2 separate regions of the Danio rerio genome follow, and region 2 is linked to region 1. The links are chromatin contacts, called in public HiCAR-type maps. All regions are on one chromosome and are shown on one strand. The core of a region is the stretch at or near the end of the contact, and the rest is flanking DNA. Distances in the headings are between cores, read along the strand shown.

The links. HiCAR-type assays count read pairs that join an accessible place to other places.
Region 2: a contact with region 1 is called in a HiCAR-type map of caudal fin, with 5 times the contacts expected there. The contact joins the promoter of ssbp1 here to the promoter of LOC101885512 in region 1. A contact is called at or near these places in 1 of 18 Hi-C or Micro-C datasets (caudal fin) and 2 of 4 datasets of contacts at active chromatin or transcription factors (caudal fin and embryo).

The regions. Positions count from the first base shown.
Region 1 is chr4:4,974,507-4,978,070 of GRCz12tu, forward strand. LOC101885512 (apoptosis facilitator Bcl-2-like protein 14) reads right to left here and starts at 1,820. Exons shown (of 5, transcript NM_001328001.1): 1 at 1,779-1,820. The coding sequence starts at 1,780.
Region 2 is chr4:5,118,069-5,121,632 of GRCz12tu, forward strand. It overlaps ssbp1 (single-stranded DNA binding protein 1), which reads right to left and starts at 1,891. Exons shown (of 7, transcript NM_001017806.1): 1 at 1,847-1,891; 2 at 1,206-1,277; 3 at 1,036-1,093; 4 at 26-166. The coding sequence starts at 1,229.

The DNA.
Region 1 (3,564 bases), core at 570-3,069:
AACTTTTAAATGTATAAATAGTCAATTTACAAAACTTTACACAGAAAGAAAATTAAATGCATAAACAGTTGAAGTCAGAATTATTAAACACCCTGAATTATTAGCCCCCCTGTTTTCTCCCCAAGTTCTGTTTATTGGAGAAAAGATTTTGTACACATTAAAACTAATAACTTTTAATAACTCATCTCTAATTACAGATTTATTTTATCTTTGCCATGATGACAGTGAATAATATTTGACTAGATATTTCTCAAGAAACTCCTATACAGCTTAAAGTGACATTTAAAGGCTTGTAATAATTGTGATTTCAACTGTAAAAGGTCTACTTTATCATTTCAAATAACTTCACTCAACCTAAAATGTAAAAATATGCAGTAATTAAATATTATTCCACATTAGGTACACTTATTTTGATGTGTATTAAATTAAAATATATGCATAAAACTTTTAAATTACAATCATTTAGTCATTTTCAGCTGCATTCTACTGAACACACACACACACACACACACACACAAGAAAAAAATACTATAGTAATTTACAGTAAATACATTTTAAAACTATAGTAAAGTACTTAAATTAATATGTGGGGTGGTAATTATATAGTGGCTGTGGTTATACATGATAACTGTGGTTAATGCGGTAACAGCTATAGTCAAAAACATTAAAAGTGGATCTTCTCCTTTTGTCAAAGCTGTCCTAAAACTAATAAACAATACTTTATTTATTTGTCTTTGAACAATTTTGAGTAACTTTTTTGATTCACTTCGAATATTGACTACTATATGAAGAGTTCAGATGCAAAAACCTCTAAGTGCGTCTGAAATTTTCATAGAAAAAAAAAGCCTTTTTTTTCTCAGACTCCTATGTTTATGTTGTTATTTAATTTTAAAGACCTTTAAAAGAGTGCATTCTTTGCCATAAACTTGATATTACTGAACCTACATACAGGAGCCTTATGAAAATGCTCATTTTAAAAGGAAATTTTAAACAGCTTCTAGAGGTTTTTGCATCTGAACTCTTCATATATTAAATATTAAAGTACCCAATAAACTAATTTTAACAAGACGATATATTTACTACAATACACCACAGTTTACTGTAGTAAAAGCTATAATATACAAAAAAATTTTATTAGTTATAACAAACTATTAATAATTAATTATATAATTAATTATTTATTAGTTCACAGTATGTTAATACTACAGTATTCTGTAGAATTCATTAACAAAAAGCTGTAAATATTGTATATTATATTGCTCAGAAACACAATAAAACTTACGATTAAACACTATAGTATTTTTTTAATTAAAGTAAGTAAATACACATTAAAGAAATTAAATAAAATATTTTATTTAAATAATTTAAATAAACACTGTACTTGTATTGAAAGTATTTAGTAGTAAAATCAGGAAAGTTTATCCAAAAGTAATTCAGATTATGATTTTTATTTATTACAGTATTAACTAGCGATCGCTGATGTATAGCCTATGGTAGATACTGTGCCTGGGCATGTCCATAAACCCTCGCCATTAAACTCCGTTTCCCTGTTGCTTTAGTCCTACAGAAAACACTTGTACGTGATTTGATCAGGATTTGATGTGATTGTATCTCATTCTCGACATATTTCAACATTTAAACTGACGAGTAACTTACAAGAAGTCACGGAAGTTTAAACCAAACATATCAAAACAACTACAAACAGTACAGCAGTCTGCTATAGGCACTGTTAACTTTCTCAAAGTGAAGAATACAAATAGGAAAGTGGAAATACTTACATGACTTGCTGCTTCTCTTGGTCTCCTCGCTTTATGACAACTAAGTTAAGCAGGGCAAAGGTTTTGGTTTTGTTTGAATGGAAGTGGGCGTGGCCGACGTCAACGCAGAGTCACAAGACTTTTTAGTCACAGGCTAACTTGGATAGACGAGTTAAATGATTCAGCAGAACAGTTAAAGTGGAAATAAGAATAAAAAGAGACTTTAAATGGAAAAATTAATGTACATTTTAAAAGTTTTGATTGGTTTCTGCATAAAGAGAGAGCAAAGGAGTAAAAATGTAAGTCATCTCCCTACAAAATTAAAAGGGTTTTATTTACGTTGAACTTACGTCTGTTTTCTAGAACACATAACTTAAATCAAGATACACGAACTCCAGAAGCTAAATTAATCTTGGTTTACTTTTAAAAACAATCAAAATCTGTTGAGGACTAAACCTGCAAAAACAATAAATAAATAAATAAATACGCAAATACACTAACAAATAAAACATTAAATAATATGCAAATAAATACATAAAACATTAAATAATATGCAAAAAAATAAATACATAAAACTTTAAATAATATACAAATAAATAAATAAAACATTAAATAATATGCAAAAAAATAAATACATAAAACTTTAAATAATATGCAAATAAATAAATAAAACATTAAATAATATGCAAATAAATAAATACATAAAACTTTAAATAATATGCAAATAAATAAATAAAACATTAAATAATATGCAAATAAATAAATACATAAAACTTTAAATAATATGCAAATAAATAAGGAAAAGTATATAAATTTGCACGAATATTGGGGTAAAAAAAAATGCTAAATTGAAAGTTTATTTCCCCCCCTTTCAAATGTTTATTAATTTCCTGAATGTAATTCCGGATTTACTTTTCCTCAGGTCAACATACTAATGAGAATGAATGAATAAACATTTGAAATGGGGGGAAATAAACCTTCAGTTTTTTCAACATTTGTGTAATTTATTTAATTATTTACCTGCCAGCACTATTCATTATTTATATATTTATTTATGCAGGAAAATGTAAATTTTTATATACATTTATTTATTTGCATATTTATTGTTTGTTATTTTATTTATGCAGGAATTTCTGGATTTTTAAATGCATTTTTTATTTGCATATTTATTAATTCATTTATGCAGGAATTTGTGGATTTTTATGTTCATTTATTTAATTGCATATTTATTATTTTATTTATGCAGGAATTTTTGGATTTTTGTGTACATTTATTTAATTGCATATTTATTATTTATTATTTTATTTATGCAGGAATTTTTGGATTTTTTGTGTACATTTATTTAATTGCATATTTATTATTTATTATTTTATCTATGCAGGAATTTGTGGATTTTTATGTACATTTATTTAATTGCATATTTATTATTTTATTTATGCAGGAATTTTTGGATTTTTGTGTACATTTATTTAATTGCATATTTATTATTTATTATTTTATTTATGCAGGAATTTGTGGATTTTTATGTACATTTATTTAATTGCATATTTATTATTTTATTTATGCAGGAATTTTTGGATTTTTGTGTACATTTATTTAATTGCATATTTAATATTTATTATTTTATTTATGCAGGAATTTTTTGGATTTTTGTGTACATTTATTTAATTGCATATTTATTATTTATTATTTTATTTATGCAGGAATTTGTGGATTTTTATGTACATTTATTTAATTGCATATTTATTATTTTATTTATGCAGGAATTTTTGGATTTTTGTGTACATTTATTTAATTGCATATTTAT
Region 2 (3,564 bases), core at 641-3,140, 140 kb after region 1:
GACAGATTGATCCCTAAGCATTCACCTGCGCCAACTGGCTCTCCCTCCCCGGACCGCCACATTTCGTTTGTAGCCATAGAAAAGATGGTGACGGGGTTTCTGCCCTCCACCTGCCTCATGACGGGGTCTTGCCCGACTCGCCCAAGAATCTGCACCTTGTTAATAGCTTTAAAAAAATAATAACAATAAAAGCCATAAAAAATTATATACTTCTATATCCAGAAAGAGAACCAAAGAAATGGTGCATTTTAATTTTCATGCTTGAGTAAAACACTATGCTGCCCTTTAGTGTAATTAAAGAGCTAAAGGCTAAGGAATTTTTCAAATGGCCCAGATGGAAAAGATTTTTATTTGCCCAATCAATAATAATAATAATAATAATACATTAATAATAAAAATTTTAATATTTGAGATTTTATTTATTAGCTAATTTTTATTATTTAGCTATATTTTTATGATTAATATTGTGTAAAAACAAGCAAGCTCTACTTCTATCCATACACTTTTCCAAGATAACTTTCTGTTAAATAAAAAAGAACAAATGTTTTAAAAGTTTTAAAAACTATAATAAACTAAATCTATGCACAACATTCTGTCCAGGTCAGGATCCTCAGCAATAAATACATGAAGAACGTTTAAAGAAATGTTATTGTAAGGAAAATAATTACACTATTATGATAAATAGAGTTAAAAATGACCTCTTTTTAAATAAAAATTGTAAAGTTTTGATGAGATGATTGTTGGTGATTGTATGGGGTTTTGTCCAGATTTTGTAGCAATACATGAACAAAGTAAAATTAAGACATGTTAACAAAGATTTAAGACCTACAACACAATATTTCAGTAAATTTAAGACTTTTTAAGTCCTTAAATTTGGATTTTGATATATTTAAGACATTTTAAGACCCCACAGAAACCCTGGAGTAAACAACGAGTTGATTACAATGTTGTTTGACAGCTCTCAAAAGTGTCAAACAACAGGTCAAACTACTGGAAGAAAAAGCAATGTGTGTGTGGTGTCTGATAAATCCTCACATTTCTCCAAGGTCAGACTTGCGTCTGTGGTCCTATGACGGACAAACTGTTTCAGTATCTGTCAGGACAGAATAAAACAGCCATTTAATAATCAGAATCAAACAGCTCATCATAACACAATACAACAAACCTGAACATAATACTTTTTTGTATACTTCTTGTATTGTTACCTGTGCGGAGGCGTTTCTCAACATCTCTGCTGCGTCGATGGTGCTATAATGTTTACCGATATGTCATCCAGACTGATAAAGAGAAAATAACATAATTAAAACAAATTAGTGATTTAATGAAAAACTTTTAAGGAAACACTGCGATTAGGCATAGTAATATAAATGACAAGTGTAATAATATAATACAGGAAACAACTGTTTGACATCATCAATAGACAATAAAAGAAAAGCACTAAAAAATACGTATATGCTCAAAAAGATTGTCATCATGCATCAAAAAAGATTTAAAATGTACATTTTATGTTAGCTTTTATTTAACTTTTAAATCCATTATTATTAAACGAGAGATAAATTCTGCAAGAAGACGTGTACATATTTGTGAATTGCATACAGTTAAAATCAGAACTTTTGTCTGATTCTTATAAAGACTGCGATGTCATGATTTAGTTGGAGGTTCTGTATCTACTTTCGGCAAATCCAATGAAGAGACACATGTTAATCTACCGCCATGCACTTAAGTTACATTAATACGGGTCACGTATTTGAGATATTCGGAACAGCGAGTGTACGCCGATTTTATACGGAGTATTGACTTAGCACTTTATATCAAATAGAAATGTAAATGTAAACTTTTGACTTACAAATCCAGTAGATCTTGAGAAGGCTGCAATAACCCCACGCTGTTTCCGGTGCGTCTTCATAAACATTCCCCAGGAGCAAAAGAAACATATAACGTCAGTTCCGGTTCAACATAGTCATAAACAGCGATTCTTTTTGTTTATAAAACCTTTTTGGTAAAGTGATGTTGTATTACTTTTTAGCCTTAATAATATCCTTAATATTACTAAACTTAAATATTAAACTTAAAATTAAAATATTAAACCTCGTTACAGACCCAAACTAAACATTATAAATGTACAAATCTAACAATAATGCAGATGGTGATCTAGAGCAGTGGTTCCCAAAGTGGGGGTCGGGACCCCCCAAGGGATCGCGGGGCAATGAAGGGGGGGTCGCCTGGTGATTTCCAAAAATCGATTTATTTTTATTAAACCATAAGAATTAACATATTTTATCCATGACTATACTGAAAATAAAAATAGTCGTTTATAGTTACTATATACTATATAGTTACTATAGTAGCTTATAGTTACTAGATCTATTGGATTGCGACCCCTGGGGTAATTACATTATATTAAAGGCAGCAATAGCATCAGTACATTTTGATTTGATAACATCAGGTTATACTTTCTGGCACATTTAAAGCACTGACACAAATTTAATTGGTGTGTCTGCGTCATTGCATGCAAGATTTCTGTATTTATAACCACCTTAGAGGATATTGGGGGTCGCGAGTCACTGGCATTGTTATTTTGGGGGTCGCGGGCTGAAAAGTATGGGAACCCCTGATCTAGAGCAAGTGAAATAAAGACAAACATTTTGCAAATGTATGCTGATTATGGAAATTATTTAAAGCAGTTCATAATAATGTATGTATTATGTATAATACACGATCGCCTCATAGCAAGAAAGTTGCTGGCTGAGTCAGTTGGCATTTCTGTGTGGAGTTTGTATGTTCTCATTGTGTTGGCATCGGTTTCCCTCACAAGTCCAAAGACATGCAGTATAGGTGAATTAGGCAAGCTAAATTTTCCATAGTGTATGTGTGTGGATGAGTGTGTATAGATGCTTCCCAGTGATGGATTGCAGCTGGAATTAAGGGCCTCTGCTGTGTAAAACATATGCTGAATAAGTTGGCGGTTCATTCCGCTGTGGCGACTCCAGTCTAGACTCAGGACTAAAATGAAAAGAAAATGAATGAAGGAATAATACAAAATTATCAACAACACATGTAATATTAATAATTTTTAATAATCAATAAAGTTAATAAAGATGTTTATTTATTTATTTTAATTAGTATGGTATTAGTAAGTGTTTTAATAAAAATGTATTACTTTATTTAAATTTTAGACCATTTTTATTTCCTTTTAGTATAATAAACAAATAGTTATTTCATTTTTTAGTTCAAAAATTAGTCTAGTTTGAGATAATATAATATATATATATATATATATATATATATATATATATATATATATATATATATATATATATATATATATATATATATATATATATATATATATATATATATATATATATCCTTAATATTATATATATATATATATATATATATATATATATATATATATATATATATATATATATATATATATATATATATATATATATATATATATATATATGCATGTCAAGGAAAACACTAAACAACATGGGATAAATATCACTTAATATTATCATTTTGTATTATAATTTCCAGCGGAATTAAAATGGTAAA